Regions from separate parts of the Zea mays genome. Here region 1 is linked to region 2. Evidence: chromatin contacts called from public Hi-C data. All regions are on one chromosome and are shown on one strand. The core of a region is the stretch at or near the end of the contact, and the rest is flanking DNA. Distances in the headings are between cores, read along the strand shown.

What was found. A called contact is a pair of places that touch in the nucleus more often than the background predicts.
Region 1: a Hi-C map of endosperm shows a contact between it and region 2, with 3 times the contacts expected there. The contact joins the promoter of LOC100280472 here to the promoter of LOC100284720 in region 2. A contact is called at or near these places in 6 of 25 Hi-C or Micro-C datasets (ear, endosperm and leaf) and 1 of 3 datasets of contacts at active chromatin or transcription factors (leaf).

Annotation. Positions count from the first base shown.
Region 1 is chr1:262,797,643-262,803,906 of Zm-B73-REFERENCE-NAM-5.0, reverse strand. It overlaps LOC100280472, which reads right to left and starts at 4,855. Exons shown (of 2, transcript NM_001153392.1): 1 at 3,399-4,855. The coding sequence starts at 4,637.
Region 2 is chr1:262,590,599-262,597,014 of Zm-B73-REFERENCE-NAM-5.0, reverse strand. It overlaps LOC100284720, which reads right to left and starts at 1,651. Exons shown (of 2, transcript NM_001157615.1): 1 at 1,465-1,651; 2 at 787-1,389. The coding sequence starts at 1,567. The coding sequence ends at 1,190. LOC100384052 reads right to left here. Exons shown (of 24, transcript NM_001366858.1): 22 at 3,533-4,976; 23 at 3,258-3,452; 24 at 2,433-3,132. The coding sequence ends at 2,653.

The DNA of each region.
Region 1 (6,264 bases), core at 3,606-6,105, 200 kb before region 2:
AGGTCTGATCCTGATTGATTGAGGAGATCACTCTGGCACTACATCTATAAGCCACAGGATCTCCTCCCCTATATATTTTGTAACCGGCTGGTTCTATTATAATCAAATACATTGCCTACACAGCACATCTCCTTCTCTCATGGTATCACAAGTCCAGGTTCTTCCCGCTCACTCTTCCGCTCTCTAGCGCGCCTCTCCGACGCTGCTCCATTCTGCGTGCCCCCACACCCGACCCTGCACCTATCCTCTGTCGCCATGGTCGGTGCTCTCGACACCTCTGGCAGCATCCCTGCTCCAGACAACACCGGCGGCCCCGACGATGATCTGCGCCCCCTCGCCGCTCAACGGGCTCACGACGCGGCCTTGGCGCTAGCTCGTGAGGCCAAGCACGAAGTCGTGGAAGCCACCAGGGAGCGCGACGCCGTTGACGCCCGCATCCGCGCCGCCCTAGCGCGCGGCCTAGGCTCGCGCTGCTGCTGGGCCTCTTTCCGACGATGGCGATGCTGAGTCCACCCAGTTCGATCCAGACGGCGCACGCGCTGCTCTCGTCCACGAAGCCGCGGCTCTTCTCCACCTCCACGCGCAGGCTATGGCAGTCCAGAACATCCGGGCCCTTGTCCCAGTTGTTCTTGACATCGCTTCCCCCTTCTACACCAGATGGCGCAACTCCTTCCTTCTCGTCGTCGACAGGTACACGTTGACCGACCACGTACTCACCGACACATTTGCGCCCTCTTCCGATTGGGCGCAGATGGACCGTGCCGTCAAGTCGTGGATCATCGACACCATCACCACCGAACTTGTCGATGTCGTGTTCATCCGCGACGTCCCTGCTCGCGGCGCCTGGCTCGCCATCGAGTCCCAGTTTCTCGAGAATCGCGAGACCCAGGCTCTCTTCCTCGACGCGGAGTTTCGTAACTTCCGCCAAGGCTCTCCATCACCAACTACTGTCGCAAGTTCAAAGGGATGGCCGACGCCCTCGGCGAGACGGTCCCTAACCGCACTCTCGTCATCAACGTCATCTGCGGTCTAAATGAGCGCTTCACTAGCATCGGTCTTCATTTTCGGCGCGGGCGACATCTCCCCACCTTCCTGGAGGTACGGAATGATTTGCTGCTTGAGGAGCTCACCCTTGCGCATCACTCCACAGTTCCAGCTTCTGCTCTTCTCGCCGCTACGACCGACAAGCCCCTGACCAGCAAGCCGGAGCCACCGCCTCCACATCATCCCCCCAACAACCCCAAGCGCGAGACGCGTGGCGACAAGAGAGGCGAGCGTCGCTCCGGTCCTCCCGCCAAACAGCATGGGCAAGGGTCTACATCGACTAACACCTGGCCTAGCTTCTATAATCCTTGGTCCGGATCTATTCAGATGTGGCCCGGACCACGGATGTCAGCTGCTCCCTCGGCGCCACACCAACAGCCGGCCACTCCTCTGCCCCAGTCCCTGATCGCTGGCATCCAAGGTCCCTGGCCTGGGGCGCCACAGCAACCATGGTCTGCACCACCGCCGCCAGGATTTCCGACTCCCACCACTCCATCCTGGGATCAGCAGGCGCTACTCTCCAACATCAGCGCCATGACGCTTCAACCACCTCGCCAAAACGAGTGGTTCTTTGACTTCGGTGCCACCACACATATGTCCTCTGATGTTGGTACTTTCTCCCATTCCTTTCCTTCACATCATCCCTTTCCCTCTTCAATTATTGACGGTAACGGGAACTCCATCTCGTTACCTCCACTGGTTCCACCACTCTATCTGATTCCCTCCGCCTTAATAATGTTCTTGTTTCACCAAGTCTCATCAAGAACCTAATTCTATGCGCCAGTTTACTTCTGACAATAATTGTTCTGTGGAATTTGACCCCTTTGGTTGCTCTGTGAAGGATCTTCACTGTCGGAGAGAGATCGTCTGCTGCGGCAGCTCCGGCCCGCTCTATCCTCTACGGCTGCCGGCCTCCACCTTCCATGCCGCCACATCCTCGTCACTTTGGCTTCAGCGTCTCGGGCACCCCGGTCGTGAAGTCCTATCCAAACTAGCAGATTCCGGGATTTCATGTAATAAAACTACTAGTGATCTTTTATGTTATGCATGTCAGTTAGGTCGCCACACTCGTCTTCCATTTCATGTGTCTTCATCACGTGCCACACAAAATTTTCAGTTAATCCATTGTGATCTTTGGACCTCACCCGTCCCAAGCATTTCTGGGTTCAAATATTACTTAGTCATCCTAGATGATTGCTCACATTATTTGTGGATGTTCTCCTTGCGGCTTAAATTCGACACTTTTTCTACCCTCACTCATTTTTTCTCCTTTGTGCACACTCAGTTTGGCACCACCATCCAAGGAATCCAGTGCGACAATGGCCACGAGTTTGATAACTCCAGCGCCCGCACTTTCTTTCTTACCCATGGTGTTCATCTTCGGATGTCTTGTCCGTACACATCTCCCCAAAACGGTAAAGTTGAACGTATCATCCGTACCATCAATAACAGGATTAGACACTGATGAAAAAGAAACTGCAAAAATGATGAAAACATTTCTTTATGCTGGGTTGCAGTTTCTGACTTCCTAGATCACGGCCTAGGTCGTTGCCGTTCTCACATAGGCTACGGTGCACCACATATGGGAAGGCAGGGGTTTGGGGATTTTCTTGATTTGCATGAGGCCTTCTTAGCAAAATGCTTGGGGGCTGTTTTACCCCCTACAGGTCAAGTTTTTACTTCCCAGATCAGATGTAGATCCCTAAAAAACTAGCGTCCAAGAATGGTAGAAAACCTATACCGCCAGGAGTAAGCTATAAAGGGGATCAATAAAGACCATAACAAAAGCACTAGTGCAAAATGATAATTATCAAAGGGGGCATCTTATGGACTCAAAACTCATTTGCGTGTATGCTTAATGGAACTTTTTTGTGCTAGTTTACAAAAATATCATGCACAAAGCAATGCACCTCGTTTCATTTTTTCTATTAACACTGCCTTGTATAAGAGTTTTGGGGCGTGTTTGGATGAATACCAATGCCAATGGCTGCCAAGCAAAAAAATTGTCCATTGACCAACAGAACTAATGCTGTTTGGATGGATACCGTATATTGGCCTGCCCAAGCTCACAAGGCCAAAGCGCAGTTCAATTTGCATCCGATGCGTGGCCAATTTGGCAGCCAAGATTTGGCCAGCAAAGCCTTTGGACAGGGCACAGTCACGCAGCAATCAAACACGCCCTTGTTTTCCTCAACATGCAAATATGATTTGGAACTTGCAATAAGGCACATTCACTCAAAAAGGCATACCTCGGAACACATGGAACACATTTGACTAAAAACAGAAAAGTGTATGCTGGCATGGTGATGACAATATACTTAACCAGAAGCCAAAAAAATCAACTAAAGACATACCTGGAAGTGAGAACTGTTAAGGCATCGTCCAATCTGCTTGAACAGTGGCACCATGCACCGCTGGAACTCTGCAGGCTGTGTTGCCTCGAGCACTTCTTCAAGCTCCCCCAGAAACAACACCTCTTTCTGGCAGTTTGTGACTGGCCAGTATTTGAGCAGACCCCTAATCACAGTATCTGCTAATTTGTAGTCCTTCTCAACGAACTGAACAATACAATAGGACAGCTGCTGATGGTAGATCGCAACAGATTTGGGCTTATGCAGGGGGATGAGAGCACGGGCAAGGAATAGCTTGTGCTCCTCCTTCATTGGCAAGGCAAAGCCATTAATGATGCTTCCAAGGATCTCAAGGAGCTCCCCTATGCCATTGTGGCGCTGCGTTTCAAAGATGAACCGGTAGAACACATTGTTGATGGCCTTGCGAATGAATGGTCGGTGTACCATGAACTTGCCATAGATGCGGTGGAGCACGGTCTTGAGGTACTCGCGCTCACGCGGATCCTCGGAGTCAAAGAGGTCGAGGAGACGGAGGACGAAGGCGTGGTCCACATACCGCTTGGCGACCTTGGTGTCGGTGTCGGGCGAAACAACGTATCGGAGAAGGAGCTCATAGACGAGCTGGAGGTGTGGCCAGGAGGGGTCGAGGTATGGCTCCTCCTCCTCGTCGGGCGCGGCGCCGGGGTCGATCGCGGCGGCGGATTCGTGCAGCGCGGGTGGCAGCGGGCGGAAGATGTTGGCAGAGATGGCGGCGACGAGCGCCTCCTGGACGTGGTCCGGGAGGCGCGTGGGTGCGTTGGCGCCCGCAGCCTGAGCTGGAGCCTGCACGTAATCGACGAGCTCGAGGAGAGCCTGGCGTTTGGCCTCCTTCTCCCGCGGGTGCTTGAGCGAGTCCGAAAGGTCAAAGAGCGCGGCGACGATGCGGAGCTTGCGGAGGAAGAGGCCCGGGCGATCCGCGGCGGCGACGTCGCGGAGGAGCGGGAGCGGCTCGAGGAGTGGCGGCGACGCCGCCCCCGCCGGGTTGGTCGCAAGCGCAGACGGCGCCACGTGCGGCGAAGTGGGCGAGGACGGCGAAGGCGCTGTGGCCCGGGAGGCGTGGTTGACGGTGACGGGCGCGGCTGCCCCCGCGCCGCCGCCGCCGCTCCCGGAGGACGAGGAGGGCGCTGCGGGGCGCGCGGCGGCCTCCGCGTTGTCCCCGCGCGCGCCCTTGCGGTTTCCCCTCTTGATGATCTTGTTGAACATGGCGGCAGCGGCGGATTGGGGTGCCGACGGCAGTGGATCGGCCGATCGGTCAGGCGACGAATTCCCTCCTCGTGCCTCCGGGATTTGGGGATTTGGTGGCGACGGTAAGGGGGCGCTGTGGGGCCCAGGTGGAAGGGAAAGAACAGTGGCGAGGTGGGGTCAGTCGGTCAGGCTCGGCGAGGGCAGGGGAGGAGGCGGCATGGCTCTCGCTGGCGATTTTGGAGACGAGTGGAGGGGGGAGGGGATCGATGTGGAGGAAGAAGGGGAAGCCTGAGAAGGAGGAACGGGGGATTTTTGTTGTTTATTCTTTTGTCTTTTTTAATTGAAATATATGGTAGGCGTTATTTTGTACTGTATTTTGGGAGTTATTTGAACGGTTTTTCGTTTCAATGGTCGGATTAGGATGAATGGGACAAAGTAATGCTCTCCACTGGAGCAACTAATAAAGGTGTTTGCACAGTATAGGTATAAATTAGTTGCTCAGTGCCGCCGGAATACCATTGATAAAACAACAAATATATAATTATATATTCTCTAACCATATGGATTTTCCTTTCCTCGCTACGGGAAAAAATGGAGGCAATCAGAAAAAAGATTGAAGACAAAGTAAAAAAAAGATGGTCTGACATATTTGAGACTGTTGGGCTAATTGAGCTATGTTAACACGGAGAACATATACAAAGAGCTAATACCAAAGTTGGTCATGAATCACAGCGTAAAGAAATGCATCACTCGGGAGTGCTCCACTCGGATAGCTTGAGGAATGTGTCGTTTGACGCCGACGGCGATACAGCGATTAATTTAGCGTTGCCCGGCGTCCACGGATAATTACATGTTAAAGTTAAAAGTTAAAAACAGGAGGTGGACTGGAGTGTATCACGGGGCCGAGATTGACAGACCGTGATTTTCCTTGACGAGGCTAATCGGAAAGACGCAGGACGATAGAGATGGGGAACTTTTGGATAAGTCACGCTGGACGGTATAGTTGTGGAGACGGTGACAGGCGGCACCGGCTATGATTGGACTAGCCGACTAGGGGTGTTTGGTTTCATATAGGAATGGCAGGAAATTCTCCAACGTAAGACTTATGGGGTGTTTGTTTGAGATTATAATCCACCTAGATTATATAATCCAACAATTTTTGAACTAAGAGTTAGTTCAAAAATTGTTGGATTATATAATCTAGGTGGATTATAATCCCAAACAAACACCCCCTTTGTTCAATGGTTGCTGCTGGCCTTCCCTTCCCCTATCACTGTTCATGTTATAGCGGCTACAGTGCCTCTTCCACGCGTTCATCAGCGTCCTCCTCCTCCTCTCCCGTAGCGATTCCTTCTCTCTCACACTACATGGAGGGGCACTCTACGCCGCTATCCCCGAGGTGCGCAGCTCCCTTCGCCCGCACGACCGCGGGTGCGGAATACTCCGAGCCAACTGTTGGAGGCGACCGAGCACTGGCATTTGCGCTGCCGGAAAAGGCACCCGGCGAGCTGCCTTCTCCCGCAATTGCGTTTTCCTGCGCCGGGCGGCGTCCACCGATGGGGGACCTCGACGGGGCTCCGTCGTCCCGCTTCGGCGACCCACGAGCCGGCAGATCCGTGCGAAGTGACCGGGTTCGAAGGCGCCA
Region 2 (6,416 bases), core at 402-2,901:
ATCGCCACACACACCGGCCCTCCACCCGACTGAGGTCAGCAATCCTCTAGAGAGCGATCCACGTGTGGCGTGGTTAACCATCGTGATTGTCCGATTCCTGTGGAGGATGATGGCGCTATTAGACTGCCTCCAAGCGGGTAATGTAAAACAGAGAACATAAAACTATAGATAACACTGTTTGACCACTGTTTAACATTATTTATAGTGTAAAGATAAAATAGGAAATGTGATAAGAGATCTGCTAAAGATAGCCTTAATGTCTGTCGAGAAGGGACACGGCCATTGTGGGCCGAGGAGGCAGCAGCCAGCCGTACCTATTCTTGTGGGTGCGTGCATGTTAGTGCTGCCCGTAGTGACCCGCTAAGAGTATCTGCAACGGTTCTTCTTACAGAGCTACGGATTGGATGCTGGTAGAACTTTCAGCATAAATAAATAGATCGAGTTAGCTACCAAATAGCTTCTCCAACATCCTACAGAAATACAGAGAAACATAAACGTACAAGGTGCGTTACAAATATCCCATGCATCCCTTCCCCTTAGAATGCTCTTCATTGGATTATCTTCGAAATGGCTAATCCCATCTGCACCACCCCACGGCCACGTATACACACCTTGTGTGTTATAAAGAAGGGCGAGCGCGGTGAAGGAGGTGACTGGCTACTGGCTGGCTCCGCGTCGGAGGTTTATAGCGTGTTATTTGCCTCTGGCAGATAAGTTTTATCCACCAGCATCATTATCCCTTGCTGCTTACGCAAGGCGACGGTGGAATGGAACCGTCAAAAGGTAAAAAAAATTGGTATTTTACATACATGCGTAATGCGTTTATGACAATATATATATATAGCACAATAGTTCATGTACATTAATTAGTACAGGCAGCCTAACCATGACACACACTGTCCCGAGGAACAGCCCGTTCTACCAACTACTGAGGATTCAGTACCTCTCTAGTCGCTCAGCTTATCACTAACAGTACATCTGACGGGACCTGGTAGCAGATTATATATTATAGATCACACGGACGCGCGATGCATACAAAGATACGTACGTACACAAATACGTAGTAGTAGGGTAGGGATAGCATAACAGGTTGCCTGGCCCATCAGCATGGATCGGATCGCAGTTGCAGGCAAAGCAGTGGCAGTCCCATGGAGCACGTGTCTTGGGTTGCGCCGTGTGTGAGCCGGCCTCAGGGGCACTTGGGCCTCTTCCTGGGGCCGGCGGTGAGCATGTCGCGGTAGCAGGGGCACTCGTTGACGTCGCGCGGCGGCCGCGTGGGCACGCAGTTGCACTCCTCGCAGCAGAGGCCGCAGGACCTCATGCACGCGCCCCGCGCCCGCGCGCTCGCCGCCCGCCCGCACCGGACGCTGCACTTGCTCGAGCAGAACCCTGCAGCATATATGCGCCGGCGTCAGACACGGCCGGCGACCGCCTAGCTAGGTACTACTAGGTAGTAGTACGTACCTGAAGCGGCGTCGACGGTCTGGAGCCACGACGCGGCCGCGACGACCAGGAGGAGGAGGAGGAGGACCGCGGCCGTCTGAAGCGGGGGCTTGGCCACCGCCATCGGCAAGAGCTCTGCTGGTGCTTGTATGCTGCTGTCAGCTTTGGCTTAGTGAGTGAGGGAGGGAGAGGAGTGCCGCCCGCTCGTGCCCGGACTGCTTTGTATTCATAGCACAGCACCGCCCCACCCCCACACACACAGACAGTCACACAGACGCCACGGCCCCCGACCCGACTGGGGTCTGGAAGCCTCTGGAGAGCGACCGACGTGTCGCGCGGTTAGCCGACGTGACTGTACGGTCCCTGCGTAGGACGATGCCGCAATTAATGTCCGCCGAGAAGGGGACACGGCCGTCCTGGGCCGCGGCGCGCAGCAGCAAGCCGTATCTGGTTCTGCTTCTGCTTCATGTGGGTGCGTGATGTACTGCACGTCAAGTACTAGGATAAAACGGTCGTTACTTCATCCAGCAGACCCGGGGGCCGGGGCCCCCGTCCCTGGTTCATCCCAGAACCCGTGACGCTCCAGGCCGCGCTGGCGGTAAGCGGGGTTCGCGCGCGTGGGCGGTCACGCACTCACGCCCGCGGCCTCGCAGATACGCCGGCAGCACAGACACCGATAAAGTTATATGCCCCGTGATACCCCGTTCAGTATGACTGTTTTACTGTCTACTACTACTACAGTACGTTCCAACTGGAATCCACGGCTGGATCTACGTAGGGCCTTTCCGTTATTTCCATTCAATCCATATAGATTGAATGGCATTAAAAAATTAAGTAAATTTTGACTTGATAGAGATTTAAATCCATTCAATTAATCCCTTAGGTCTCTCTATCACTGTTATTATCGTATAGATGCGAGTTTCTGCAGTAACTGTATTTACCAACTATGGAGACTAGAACGTTTCACGTCGACGTTCGCGTCTCAGATATGCACATGCACCTTACATTGCTAGCTCCAAAAAAAACCGCGTGTATAATCACAACCAACCCAACAGTACAGGTGTACATTGCTCTCAACACCAAGCGTGCTACACGTCAAAAAGGCTACATACAATACAAGCTGCAACGAATCGAATGTAATGAACGCAAACTGAACACTATAGATACAATATCAGGACCGATGGAGGACGAAAGGAGCAGACTCGACCTTCAGCCGAAAGGTGACGGCACGGGTCCAGGCCCACCAGCGAGGGCGTCGGATCTCTTGATGCTCCCCATGCCACAGATGACGCAACCGGGTGCGGAGAGCGCCGAGAACTTGGCGCCGCAGAGGTCGCACACGTCGTGGCCGATGGTCGACAGCCGGCTGAGGGTCACGGAGCAGAACTGCGAGGGGTCCTCGAACGGGTCGATGGATTTGTTCGTCAGGCCCCTCTGGACGCACATGTCGATCAGGCTCTTGAGCTCGTCCTGCTTCGTCGGGGGCGCCTTGGAGTAGAGGAGGTCCAGCATCTGCTTGGCGTAGGCGTAGTTCTGGACCTCCATGTTCCGCTTGATGGCGGTCCTGATGCAGTTGATCCTGTGCTTGGCCTGGATGGGCAGGGAAGCAAGGTGCCGAGATAGCCTGGCCATTTCCTCCTTCGCACTGAGAGCACCAGCTCCTTGAACCCTTTGCAGACGAGCAATTTCCTGCGCGGAAACAAAGGATGCTAAGCTCAGGCAAGAATCTCAACGGTTAGAGGTGAACGACTTGCGAGTTGGTCTTAACCACAGACGTATTCCTCGCTGGATGCAGTTGACAAAACAAATTTTACCTGCAGCAGAGCAACTGCGATCTTGTACTGAGCACAAATGGTGGCCTGCGCTTTGATGTCGGCTTCACGTGACTGGTCCTTTGCAAGGGCTAAGAATGCTTCGTCCAAACAAGATAGTGCATCGGTAAGCTGATTCTGCTCAAGATGAGCAAGAGCCATCTTGTAGCATTCTGCAGCAGGGGCCCCGCGTGGTACCTGTAACAATGGAATACGGTGTCTAGGAAACTAGGAAAGCAGTCCAGACCCATCAGATCTCTTCAGGAAATACACAGTACCTGGCCAGGCCGCACAGCAGTAGGTGCTGGAGGGCGAGCAGCTTGCTTCGCCGCTCCAGGACCCTCGAGAGCGCTGAGATCAATTGGTTGTGATGGAGCAGGAATACCAAGTTGAAAGCCCTGTGCCTGTGAAGGAAGAAACTGGCCTTGTGAAGGAAGTGGCTGACTCTGTGGGGGGACACCACCATCAGGCAGGCCAATAGAATCCATAGGAATGCCTGGTTGCTGAGGAAACTGGGACTGCTGCGGAGGAAACTGGGACTGCTGCGGTGGTGCTTGTGGTGGCACCCCATCATCTGGAAGACCAACATTAGCCATCATTTGATTAGGTACTGGTCGGCCTTGTTCAATGCCAGGAGCGGGTTGAGCCATCCGTGACAGGACTATTCCAGGAGGAGGTAGTTGAGCCGCAAGTTGATGCGATGGAATAGTGTTCTGGAAGAAGTCCTCAGGGATCGGCCCAGCCGTCACTCCCATGCCTGCAATAACAGGACCTGTGGAACTAGAGGGTGCTTGCGGCTGCACTAAAGTATTTGTTCCAAATAAATCAATCGCAGAATTTGGCATTGCTGGGGAAACAGCTGCGGCTGGACCTCCTGGTTGTGTAGGAGCCTGATTGAAGTCTTGAGGTGTCCCTGATAATGACCTTGTCCTACTCAGCGGAGGACCCAAGCCTAGCTGTTTAGTGGCTTCTTTCAATTTGTTGACATCTACAGTAGGTGCAGCCGGTTTATCACGTATCCTTATATGTATCTTTTTAGTCTTTGAGGTTGACTCGTCTTCATCACTACTTCCATCATCAACAACACCATATAAAGTCTTCTTGAAGTCCTCGGCAGCTTTTGCCTGTTCATCAGAAGATGCAATCTGGACTCCCAGTTGCCTTGCCAAAGTATCACCAACCGAATCACCACGAGGAATTGCCTTACTTTTCTCTGCTGATGCAGAAGACACCGGCTGTGTGTTCTCACTGCTAGCTGCAGCTATAGCTTTAACCAAACTCTTTTCACTTACTTCCACAACATTACCCCTTCCTTTCATCACACCCAGGTACACACCAATATGATCTGCAACAACAGATGGGATACCAGCATCAGTTGTCTTCATATAAGGCATGACTTCTCCTGCAAGCTCCCACTGAGGTATATTCTTAATGTTGGTAGGTGTTTTGATCTCCCAGTTTCCTCCTGCCCATTCAGGGCCTTTAGGAACCATACTTTCAGCAGCAAAATTGGCGAATACACCCTGTGTCCATCCAGTCGAACGAACTCTTAATATTCTCTCAAGGTATCGCCTCAGCTCAGAATCTGTAGCAGATTCCTCTAACTTTTGTGCAAGGCGTCGCAATGCACTTGGGTTCAGGTGACAAATAAATAGATCCAGCATGCTCTCGTGATCTGTAATAACCTCAAAAGTTTCTTTTGCACTGTCAAACTGACCATACCTGGAAATATTTATCGAATGTTACGCTTTAATTCTTATAAGGGCATATCTCTTTTAAAAATAACATCAAAGATACTAGAAGTAACAGAAATAAGACAAGTAAATTGTACAGAGCAGTAAAGAGTTGAATTATATCAATGGAAGAAAAAAAGAAATCATTTAGTCATTGTAAGAGCTGTCTCACTGAATCACCAGGTCATGAGTTCGAAGCAGTGTCTCCGTATTTGCAGGAGAAAATCTTGCCTCGGTTTATCCCTTTCCCATATCCCATTCATGTGGGAGCCTCTAGCACTGGATCTGCCCTTTTTTGTTTGTCATTGGCAGACAGCACTAACCAAAAAAAAAACTAGACCTAGGGGGTAAGACAGCCCCCCCAGCAGGCGAGCACCGAACCCCTGCCCCACCCATGTGGAAACGACTGCAGCCCATGTGAAAACGACTGCAGCCAAGGCTGGGGTTTTTTTGAACTCCGACCTAAAATTCGCTCCCACGGGAGTCAAATGCAGGACATGAGGAGTGCTACTCAAACTCTAATCAACTCAGCTAGAGGCCCTTTCACATAGACAACACTAACAAAGCATTTTAGTTCCAGACAAGTCCATGTAGGCTAGACCTCAAAACCAGGAAGAACACACAGAGGGAAAACAGAAAACTATTTATAAGTATAAACAGGTATTAATAATAGCAACCACTGATTACATATCGTCCAACTTATCGCGATTAGTCGGTCTGATCGGTTGTTAGTGCTTGATAAGAGGTAGCAATTCGATCAGGGTAGCTGATCGCCCTTATCATCCACCTAATCGCGATTTATAGCGATTAATCGCCGTGTTGGGCGATCAGCCGATAAGCCTGGCAGTCCAAAAGCCATTTTAGGCTTAAATGTTGTCTAGGGAGGCCAAAGGACGCCCAGTTGGCCAGTCCCTTCAGATGCGGCCTGGGTAGACCAAAGGTCGCCCAGTCCAAAGGATATGGAGCTTATCTGTCATTAACAGCAGCTGAGCAACCCAACAGTGGTGCCGGCCCACACACACTCACACACACACTGTCTAACAGTATTGAAATTGAATATTGATATTGTTGTGCTGTTATGGACTATTTAAGCATTTATACTGCTGAAAGCCTCTATACTATATATAAGTATATATCTATATATAGTGTTATATATGACTATATGTCTATATATAACCAGGGGGCGATTAGGGTCGATCAGGGGCGACTAATCGCCCTGATCGACGCCTAATCGCGACTAATCGCCTGATCGCCCAATGGCTTCGATCAAGCGATCTGAAAACTATGATAGCAACAATTATTAACTTTATTATTATATTAAATTATTAATTACTCCTGTTATTAATATTCATCAGTAGAAGGCTCCAATAACGGTCGGATAGGTATCTAAAACATCAACATACAGAACAGATTGGTTTTATACTCCCTC